Regions from separate parts of the Zea mays genome. Here all the other regions are linked to region 1. Evidence: chromatin contacts called from public Hi-C data. All regions are on one chromosome and are shown on one strand. Each heading gives the region's core, a stretch centred on a gene start, on an enhancer-like site or on the middle of the called end of the contact. The rest is flanking DNA. Distances are from core to core; before and after follow the strand shown.

Region 1 (3,582 bases), core at 418-2,917:
AGCTGCTAAAGAGCAGAACAGTCGTCTGAATGCTTGAATTCACTGTATTGTATATTTGATACTCCGCCGACTAGTGGATTCCCCCGACCCTGTAAGCCTGTAGAGAATTGTAATTTTTTATAATGTGATTTATTTAGGTCGCGGCTACTAATTCACCTGGAAAGTTACCTTGCCATTCTTTCTTCTGATGATGGCGCTCCATCGATGCTTGATTGCTCCCTCAATGGCTGAATTGTATGCAGTCTCTGATTTTTGTATTTGACCTGTGAAGGCGTTCAGATGAAAAGTTGGCTGATGAACTGTTCAGTTCAGGTATGCAGCCAGCATTCACTGGCATGCCGCCGCCTCATCGTGCTCCTCAAAACTTGTGGCCCCGAGAATATTTATAGTTATATATATGCCTGTATATTCCAAGTATGTTGCGGGTGCGCCTGGTTGGGAGGAGGAAGACCGTGACGGAAACGAGTGTCAGCAGAGTGATCAGCCCGAGGAAAAACGGGGAATGGGCTGGATGAGAACGAAGACGGCGTTGTCAGGCTACCAAATGAAATGAACAGTTAGGGTGTTTAATGTAGAGGATGTTTGAGGTGTCTAAGATCTTATTTGATTACTCATATTACACATGGATGGAATAGAATTGAAAAAAATTAAGAAAAAGTTTGACTTACTTAGAATTTAAATCACTCAATCCATATGAATTAAGAGCTAACCAAACAAAAGTGAGTGTTTCAAAAAAAAAATTATGGAGCCGTCTCTCGTCTCTCCCTGTGCCTCCGTACATTACAGACATTTACCAACAATTCCAGTTCAAATAAATTACTGCTCATTGCTAAAATTTTAAATAAAAGCACAATCGTCAATCACTAGCTCATTGCTACTACACAACTTTAACAAATTGAACAACACTCGCCACTCGGCCGGCTCGTTGTCTAGCAGTTCTTGTCGGGCTTGTCGAGCTTGCATTTGACCTTCTGGAAGACGACGGCTGGCGTCCCCGGCGGCGCGAGCTGCAGCTTCAGCGGGCACGTCGCGGCCAGCTTGCACTTGGTGACGTGCGCCTTGTACCTCACCTCGCCGGCGAGCGCCACCTCCACCTGGAACAGCCCCGTTGCGTTCTCCTTCCCGAATTCGGCGACGCCGGCGTTCCCCAGCGCCACGTACGCGCCTTCCGCGCCGGAGTCGAGGTGGTACACCCGGGTCTTGCCCGCGGGGTGGACGTCCCCCTTGTCGGCGAGTTCGATGCGGTCGAACCGCTGGCCGTCGAAGCTGTAGTCGGCCTCCAGCGGCTTGGTGTTCTTGATGCTCATGGCCCAGTTCCGGTTGCGGACGGTGAGCGTGAGGGAGAGGTTGTAGGCGAACGCGGTGGCCGGGGTGGTCACGAGGGCGAACCTGGTCAGCGAGGCGGCCTCGACGGCGACCTCCACGTGGCGGATGAACCCGTAGGCGGCGAGGAGCACGACGAAGAGGACGACGGCGGCGACCACGAGGAAGCAGATGCAGATGCTGAAGATGGTCTCGCGCGTGTCGTAGGAGATGCAGGGGCAGCACCGGTCGCAGAAGGCGTCGTAGCAGCCGCAGCAACAGCAGTCGTCGAAGCACATGGCGTAGCAAATCTTGGGCTCCGATGGCGATGCAGGGAGAAGGTATCCGCCGGCGCCGCGGAATGGATGGGGAACTACAGTTTGGTTGGTAATTTCAGTCCTGCTCCGACAATAAAAAAAAACTGTGTTTCGTACTGCCTCCGCACTGACTTGCTGTTGCTGGTTGGCTACATATGCTGTTGTTGTTGACCTTTTATTTTTTCTTCTATTGTGGCGAGCAAAATGCTAGCCGGCAAGACAAGGATCTCAGCTCCAGCGACAAAATCGAACGCCTGAGAATTGTGCATGGCACAACCAAACAAGCCTATGTGAGTCAATTGAGAGGCGCCAGATGCAACATCTACGATGAATATTCCTAAATTAGAACAGCTCCGTTCAACTTAGACTCTATTTGACATGGCTCAAACTCCAAACTCCAGCCTGGATTTGAGTTTAGCCATCCAAACGCTCCAACTCCACAATTTTTTGAAGCAGCCTAACTACATGAAGTTGATAGAGCTCTAGTTCATTTTCATGCTAGAGTTTGTAGCACCTTTTTTCCAACTCCAAAACACTGGAATATGGACATAGATATGGAGTTCTATGTTATTTACTACCAATGCCATCCATTACAAAAAAAATGTTTAGATTTTTTTTTCCAAAACCCTATCCTCCATCACGCGCACAACTGCCGGGGATGTTTCTTCCTTCTCACCAGTTGATCTCGTCGAGCCCTCGTTGTTCTTCTCTCCTCCTCCTGCATTCCAAAACCCTAAACTTGTCTTTTTTATCAAACCCCTCTTGATTGCAAAGAGGAGCTCTCTTATTGCAAAACTATTCCCTTATGAGAGAGATCTTTCTTATAAGAAAAGGGAGAGTTTTTGGTATTTGATCAAAACTAGTCTCTAAAAATGGTTTGAGTGGCAAAGCTAAAGAGTTTTGACTTAGAAGTGAGAAAAATGAGTTTGATTGCAAAATTCAAAATGAGTGGTGGCAAAATGATCCAAATATCCTAAATCCTATACTTATTAAATTGGTTTCTAATTTGAGTTCAATTTGCAAAAGTTGACTCATATCTGGTCAAGTTAGTAGTTTTTAGTTGCTTTAAGTGTGTTGGCATAAGTTACCAAAAATTGGGAGATTGAAAGGGAAATGTGTCCTTTGGCCATTTCTAGTTGTTTTGGTGATTAACTGCCCAACACACCACTTTGGACTAACACTATTTGGATGAGCATAAGCACAGGTGTAGAAGAAAGCAAATTGAAGATATCAAGTCCAAAAGAGCTCTAACATGGACCCAACATGAACTTTGTGTAAAGTGGCATAAGTGTGAGGTTTACACTTTTAAATATGTTGCATAGATTCTTTATAATGTTTCTAGTATTTGTGATTGGGCACTAACACACTTTGTAGAGAAATGCACTTTTTGGGCTTGAGTTTGCACATATTGCAAATCTCGGTGAAAAGATGTGAAAAAGGTTTGATTCTATCACTTAGTCAATTGTTTTAGTTTCTAAGTATGTTTATCTAAGTTCTAGGGATCATCTCAAGTCAAGCGAAAAGAAGCCAAAGGAGTTTGACACAAAAGAGGAGAAAGTGGGCTAGTCTGGGCAGCACCGGATAGTCCAGCGGTTGTATGACCGAGCTATCTAGCCTCAGCCTTGGCTGGGCCTCGTCGGCTAAAATTCACCGGACAGTCCAGTGTGTGGGAGGCCAACGGGTATTCGTCCATGTTAGTAGGCTCCAACAGCTAGGTGGGTCACCGGACAGTCCGGTGCCCACCCGAGAAGGAAAGCAGCCAATCAGCGATTTTGTGGACGTTGCACAAGAGCTATCCAGTGTGCACTGGACAGTCCGGTGCACCCACAAACAAAACAAGGGTGGCAGCTTCCAAATGAAGCTCCAACGACTCCTAGGCCCCTTGGGGCTATAAAAGGACCCTCTAGGGCCACAGAGCAGAATACCAAGTATCATAAGAGTCTAAACTCCGACAATCCGTGAA
Region 2 (3,582 bases), core at 644-3,143, 470 kb after region 1:
AGAGCTTCTCCTCTTCGGTTAGCTTCGTCTCAGCAACAACTTTCTTGTCTTGAGACATCTTTTATTTGGAAATGACGAAAACGTGTCCTTCAAACCGAAGCTTAGAAAGCTTGAGAAACTAAGCAAGCGTTGGTGAACAAGAGCTATAAAATTGAGAAAACAAAGCAAGTGGCACAAACAACGTACCAAATGTAGTCGGGGTGAGTTCTTATTTATACACTCAGCGCGCTCCAAATTGGAGGGCCCCGTCTGTCATTGTCTGATTGCTATTCTAGCAAAGGGAAGGTGTTTTTTCGGACCTTTGGCTTAAGGCCTTCGTCCATGTCGCAATCTGAATTCGTTATCCTAAACAAATTAATACTGTTGGGGGCCTTCATCCTCCGAAGGTCCTCAAAAACGTAATTTAACAGTGTTTGCCAAGCATGTTTTATAAATAGGTACCTTCGAATTCAGGATTAAAGACATATACGATGAGAATGACATGATCGTGACGAAGGTTGTCGTTACTTCGAAGCTATGCACAAAGGAGCTTCGGCTCAATCACGGGAAAAGGAATCGACTTAAAGGGGAAAAGGCTATCCAGTCCTCATAGATTTTTCTATAAGCCAATAGTAAATGTAAAGGGCATGACTGTAATTTCTCATAGGCTATGTCCTGTGCCTATAAATAGGTGAACAGTACCCACATACTGTTCACGCTGACTTGTGCTTGATTTTGCATCACGCTTGTACTTTCTTGCCTTCTATCAAGTCGAAGGTACTTTTGTAATTTAATATTGTATTCGCCTTTCCATGATCATATAATAAGAATAAATTGATAATGTTATATGATTGTTTATGTTGTTTCTTACATGTCATATGCTTCTTCTTTTTATTTAACATATACTGCGATGATGAAGGTATGTCCTTCATGACCTTCGTCTGAAGATCATTATATCCTAAGGGAAATAATGCATCGAAGGATGAAGGGCATTAACATTTAACATCTTGTGCTGCCTTGTTCTTAATTCATAGCATTTGAGAACAAGTCCCCAACAGAAACATACATTCTTTTGATTTGCACTTCTTTCTTCATTTAGCACTTAAGAACTCAATTAAATGTGTTATACACTTAATCACCAAAACATAATAGAAATTGCTCAAAGGCACATTTCCCTTTCACTAGGGTTCCCTGCCTGATGGGCCGGACGGTCCGCGCGTGCGCAGGGGCAGCGGAGTTCGCCAACGGTGCCTGAATCTCGCTCCCGAGAGGGACCCCGTCGGGGAGGAGAGATTCTAGATGATGCCTAGGATCGACAGACCACCCTAAACACCTCTAATCGACGTAGAAGCGAAGAGAAGCGAAGAATTTAGAGATTGAGAGGCTAAACTAGAACTAAACTAGAACTACTCCTAATGCATAAGGTAAAAAACGAGAGATGAACTGATTATTGATTCGATTGATGATTATTAATCGACCGTATTCCTCTATATTTATAGAGGAGGGGGTTGGACCCATTACAAACCAATCTCCCGAGTTAATCCCGCGAATCTAGCTAACAACCGTAGCAAAAACTCGGAACCCTAATTAGTTCTACGCGCGAGGACGGTCCGCACCACCAGTGCGGACCGTGCGATCACCCTTTTGGCGCTCAACACGCATATGCAGTTCCAGTTTTACAAACTCATAATAAGCATATTTATGTATAATTAAAGGACATTTGCTAGCATCAACATAATATACAAAAAAAACACTTGCTATCTGCTAGTCCTTGCGCCGAAAAACAAGACGCCGCGCCAAAAAAAGCTGAGCAGTACGTGCTTTTGTTGGGCCGCAACGGTTGCAATTGCAAGCCCAGCTCCATTGCGTGGGAGATGAGTCGTTAGTTTATCATCGTTGGATTTGGGACAAACGGAGCAGATGAGGAACTGTAGAGTAGGTCATTTCGGCCAACTTCAGAGGATCTGATTCCATGCTTGCTAGTATCTCCCAAATGGGCAAGCCGCCTTGATTCTCAGCTAGGGTTTTTCTTTTATCAATCCCTCTCTATGGCGGCGGCGGCGCTGTGGGCACCGGCGGCTCGCCGCCAGGTCCTCGTCGCACCCACCCTTCTCCGCATCCGGCGTTACCTCTCCACAAAACCACCCCCACCGCACCACCCCAACACTCTCGCCACCGAGCTTCTCCGCCTCCTCTCCGCCGCACCCTCCTGGACGCCCGACCTTGCCGGCGCCGTCTCTTCCTCCCTTTCCACTGCCTCCGCCTCCGCCGGCGATGCCGTTATAACCGTCCTACGGTCCCTCAAGAACCCCTCTCTCGCCGCTCCCTTCTTCCTTGCCTCCTCCTCCGCCTCCCCGCACCCGCTCCCCGCCGACGCATACAACGCCGTCCTCCCGTTCCTCTTCCACGACCTCGCAGCCATGGAAGAAGTTCTCGAGGAAATGAGCGTCCTTGGGTACGGCGTTCCCAACCCCACCTGCGCCGACCTTGTCGCGGCACTAGTGCGCACCCACCGCCTTGACGACGCCGAGCGCATGATTGGGACAATGAGGCGGCTCAAGTTCCGCCCAGCGTTCTCGGCGTACACCGTGCTGATCGGCGCAATGGCGGAGGCCAGGCGGCCTGAACGCGCGCTGGAACTGCTGCGGCAGATGCAGGAAGTCGGGTACGAGGTGGGCGTGCCGCTGTTCACGACGCTGGTGCGGGCTTTGGCCCGTGAGGGGCGCGTTGAGGGAGCCCTGGCACTAGTGGACGAGGTGAAGGGGAACTGCCTCGAGCCTGACATTGTGCTGTACAATGTGTGTATTGATTGTTTCGGGAAGGCTGGGAATGTGGACATGGCCTGGAAGTTCTTCCATGAGTTGAAGTCGCAAGGGTTCAAGCCAGATGATGTATCGTACACGAGCATGATTTGGGTGTTGTGCAAGGCAGGGAAGCTAAGTGAGGCTGAGGAGCTGTTTGGTCAGATGGAGACAGAAAGAGCTGTGCCTTGTGCGTATGCGTATAATACAATGATCATGGGTTATGGGTCAGCAGGCCAGTTTGAGAATGCCTATAAGCTTCTTGATCAGTTAAAGGATAGGGGTTGTATTCCATCTGTTGTGTCATTTAATTCGATTCTCACTTGCCTTGGGAAGAAGTGTGAAGTTGATCAAGCACTGATCTTGTTTGAGGCAATGAAAAAGGATGCAGAGCCAAATTCCTCTACATATAACATCATCATTGGTATGCTTTGCATGGCTGGAAGGGTTGAGGAGGCCTATGTGATACGGGATGAGATGGAACGTGTTGGTTTGTTCCCTAACTTGTTGACAGTGAATATAATGGTTGATAGGCTCTGCAAAGCAAAGAAGTTTGAGGAGGCCTATGAGATGTTTGAAACTGCAAGTCAGAGAGGTTGCAATCCTAATTCTGTGACTTATTGTTCTCTTATTGATGGATTAGGAAAGAAAGGAAATGTTGATGATGCTTATAGGTTATTTGAAAACATGCTAGATACAGGCCACAATGCTAATCCTGTTGTTTATACATCCTTGATAAGGAATTTCTTCATGCATGGGAGGAAGGAAGATGGACACAAAATCTTCAAAGAGATGAATCGTC
Region 3 (3,582 bases), core at 413-2,912, 300 kb after region 1:
AAGAGTGTTTCACTTGCACATAGACTTTAGCTTCTATAATACAATTAATTTGTGTTAGTTTACTTAATTATCTTTAATGGTTATCGAGTGGACAAACAGAATTGAATCGGTAGATCATGTAACCAATGACATGGTGAGTAATTTTTGTGCAATTTCATGAGGATGTATGAAAACAGTGTTTTTCAAGCACCCTCTGAGGAACTTCAAAAATTCATGAAACTGGCCTTACGTATTAGAGGATACCGTTGAAGCTTACCAAGGAGAGAACCTTCTCTAAATACATGGAAGAGAATGTTTTAGAGTATGTCCCTAGAGTTAGTCTTAGATCATCTTCAAGAGACTGGTCAAATGACTTGCCAAGCCAAATTGTAGCTATTTAACAGTAAAATAACTCTTTAACAGATTAGCTATCCAACTCGCTAAACTATCTAGCTCTCCAAATTGACCCCCTCTAGCTAAAATTGGCTAGCCACTTCAGCTAGCCAAACTAACTTACTTGCTAGGAAATTTGTTGGAATGAGATGTTACATATAGAGTTTAATAATCTTTATGGAGACATAAATAAAGAGTTAAATAAAGAGTAAAAATATATAGTCTCTTGAGATGCTCTTAGACATGCTAGTCTACTACTCGTCTACTCTATTCGTCTTCGTCCCAAGAAATGGGAGGGAGGGCACCTCATAGCGCATGTGGCTAAGATGTGAAACCCGCTAAGTGTGAATGGAAATGGTGAGCCACAATATAAAATGATGCGTACTCCCTCCAGTTCTAAAAGTTGTTTTGGACAAGGTGAGAGCACCTAGAGGGTGTGAATAGACGATCCTGTAAAAATCAAGACTAAACAACACAAACTTGATTTATGAAATGTTAGTGAAGTCAAAACCAAGGTGCTTTGACTAGAGAGGGAGAGAACGAGAAGAGATAACTTCTTCACTTAATTGCTCCTCACAAGATGAGTATTAAACTTAGAGCAATTATAAAGTGAGTAGAAGTAGAGAGAACCGCACAAGAATAAAGACAGGTGACACAACGATTTTTATCTCATAGTTCGGCCAACTGGAACACTTGCCTAGTCCACGTTGTGGCATCCCAACGGACGAGGATTGCACTCAACCCTTTTCAAGTGATCCAATGATCCACTTGAATACCACGGTTCTCTTTATCTCAAGTTTATCCCCTTGTGAGGAATCTCCATATTTTGGAGTCACTCACGCCTTACACAAAATGATCTCGAATGAGCACAGAAGTAAGGTGGGAATAGCAACACACACAAAAGCGAGAGTCGCAGCACTAACACGCACACAAGACGAGAACGAGCACACGAATGCAGCACAACGCAGTTACAACTCAGAAAAATGCTCAAATCTCTAACACAGTGAATCAAATACACGAATGCGAGGTCTCGGCGTCTTAGGATATTCAAGAGGTGCTTGGTATTCTACTCCATGCGTCTAGTGGTCCCTTTTATAGCCCCAAGGCAGCTAGGAGCCGTTTGAGAAAAAAAAGTGGGCAATACCAAAATACGTATAGTGTCGGTGGACGTGATTCTAAGACAGTATAAAATCCGTATTTTAAATCTAATAAAAAATTTAATGGCAAAGCTACCCACTAAAAAAATTTCAAAAAAATTATAATAGCACACAACTAATTAACCCGGGCAAATGTCGTGTACGTGTACTCCCCCGGCCCAGTTCGTCACATCTCCCCTCGGGCCTCGCCGCCTCGCCGCCTCGCACCTTTTACTGAAGGTTTGACCTCACCTGCCCCTCCTCTCCTCTCTCCGCCCCCTGCTCCTCCGAGTGACCGTACGCCGTAGCTCGACCCGGCCGATCCCCGAAACCCTAGACGCGCCGCTGGTCGCCGGAGGCCGGGCCATGGACGTCGGCGCGGAGCTGCGCGAGGCCCACCGCCTGACGGGCCACGCCGACCGCGTGTGGGCGCTCGCTTGGAACCCCGCCCCGGGCCCCGGCTCCAGCCCCGTTCTCGCCTCCTGCAGCGGCGACAAGACCGTCCGGATCTGGAAGCGCGCCCCTGACGGCGCCTGGCAGTGCTCGGTAACTAGCGCCACCCTCGTCCCTCCTCTCCCCGAAGTGTGGCTCCGTCCGTTTGGTTTAAAATTACGGGTTTGACGCGTGTCGTAGCTTAATCTCGTCGCTTGGTTCGGGGCAGGATGTGCTGGAAGACACGCACAACCGCACGGTGAGGTCCTGCGCCTGGTCCCCCAACGGGAAGCTGCTCGCCACCGCGAGCTTCGACGCCACCACGGCAGTGTGGGAGTACAACGGCGCCGACTTTGAGTGCGTCGCCACGCTGGAGTTGAGTTTGCTAAGCTTGGCAAGGATCAGGATCGGTGCCCACACCACTTGCTGTGCTTTCTGTGGATGCTGACCTCTGTGCTCTGGGCGTGCAGGGGCACGACAACGAGGTGAAGAGCGTGTCATGGAGCCCGTCTGGGTCACTGCTCGCCACATGCAGCCGGGACAAGATGGTGTGGATATGGGAGGTGCTGCCAGGGAACGAGTTCGAGTGTGTCTCGGTGCTGCCGGGCCACACGCAGGACGTCAAGATGGTGCAGTGGCACCCAATTCTTGACATTTTGGTCTCCGTCAGCTATGATAATTCCATCAGGGTATGAACCTGTCCAACTCTGAACAGATGCGTCCATTGTGCAATTGCGTTCGCTTATCCTATGTATCATGTTCAAATTCTTCCATGCGCAAGTTGCTTTGCTATTTTGGGTTGCTATTACTTGGCTGCCGGAACAAAGAAGGGTGGAGCCTCTAAATTCTGCTGCTATTAAATTGGTTCATATGGCAGCTTGTATAATGCAGGTCTGGGCTGGTGATGGAGACGATGAGTGGCACTGTGTGCAGACACTAACTGAAGCCAATAACTGGTAAAGTGCTCCTTTCCTCTTGCCGGCCCTTCTGACTTTGTGAGCCATCATTATGGATTCCATGTGAACCATATGATAACAATTTGCTTGTATGATTTTGCAGTTAACTTAGGATTGTTTTCCATATGGTTCCTTATTGAGATCGATTTTCTGCTGCCCTTTTTATACTAAATATAAAATAGAGAAGGACTACATAATTTTATGATTGTATTCATTGTTCATGACAGTTGGGTACTGAATTAATGTTCTCTGACTTATAACAGAACACAATTTTTTTGTTCTAGTTTCAGTGTTTTATCACTTGCACTATTGCATTGTTTGATAGGTTGCATTTTTCTTAATTCCAGTGGTCATTCATCAACAGTATGGGCATTATCCTTTAACCTTAAAGGTGACAGGATGGTCACATGCAGGTTTGTTTGACTGTTCTTTCATTAATGTTTCTCTTCTGCTGGGGTTTACCCTAGAGTAGTTACTAATGTCATACACTTGTTATTTAGTGATGACCAAACGTTGAAAATATGGGACACAAGTGCTGATTTGTCTCAACCAAAAACTGGCGAAGGTCATGACTCTTGGTAAGAAGTTAGTTTTCTTTTAAGGATTGTGTTCTCTGCATGAATTTGGTAACCCAGGAGTAGCATAACTTAGCCCAGAAGCTTAGGCTGTAGAAGAACCTGTAGCTC

What was found. Hi-C and Micro-C count contacts between places; a contact is called where the count stands out from the background.
Region 2: a Hi-C map of tassel shows a contact between it and region 1, with 4 times the contacts expected there. The contact joins the promoter of LOC103633782 here to the promoter of LOC100502157 in region 1. A contact is called at or near these places in 3 of 25 Hi-C or Micro-C datasets (ear, leaf and tassel).
Region 3: a contact with region 1 is called in a Hi-C map of leaf, with 6 times the contacts expected there. The contact joins the promoter of LOC103632169 here to the promoter of LOC100502157 in region 1. A contact is called at or near these places in 4 of 25 Hi-C or Micro-C datasets (ear, leaf and tassel).

What each region holds. Positions count from the first base shown.
Region 1 is chr7:26,736,393-26,739,974 of Zm-B73-REFERENCE-NAM-5.0, reverse strand. It overlaps LOC100502157, which reads right to left and starts at 1,667. Exons shown (of 1, transcript NM_001196635.1): 1 at 678-1,667. The coding sequence starts at 1,601. The coding sequence ends at 930. LOC100192095 reads left to right here. Exons shown (of 3, transcript NM_001137518.1): 3 at 1-160.
Region 2 is chr7:26,265,104-26,268,685 of Zm-B73-REFERENCE-NAM-5.0, reverse strand. LOC103633782 (pentatricopeptide repeat-containing protein At3g06920) reads left to right here and starts at 1,893. Exons shown (of 2, transcript XM_020541033.2): 1 at 1,893-3,582. The coding sequence starts at 2,028.
Region 3 is chr7:26,440,347-26,443,928 of Zm-B73-REFERENCE-NAM-5.0, reverse strand. It overlaps LOC103632169 (protein CIA1), which reads left to right and starts at 1,662. Exons shown (of 10, transcript XM_020541778.3): 1 at 1,662-2,054; 2 at 2,170-2,316; 3 at 2,411-2,629; 4 at 2,832-2,896; 5 at 3,244-3,309; 6 at 3,397-3,474. The coding sequence starts at 1,875.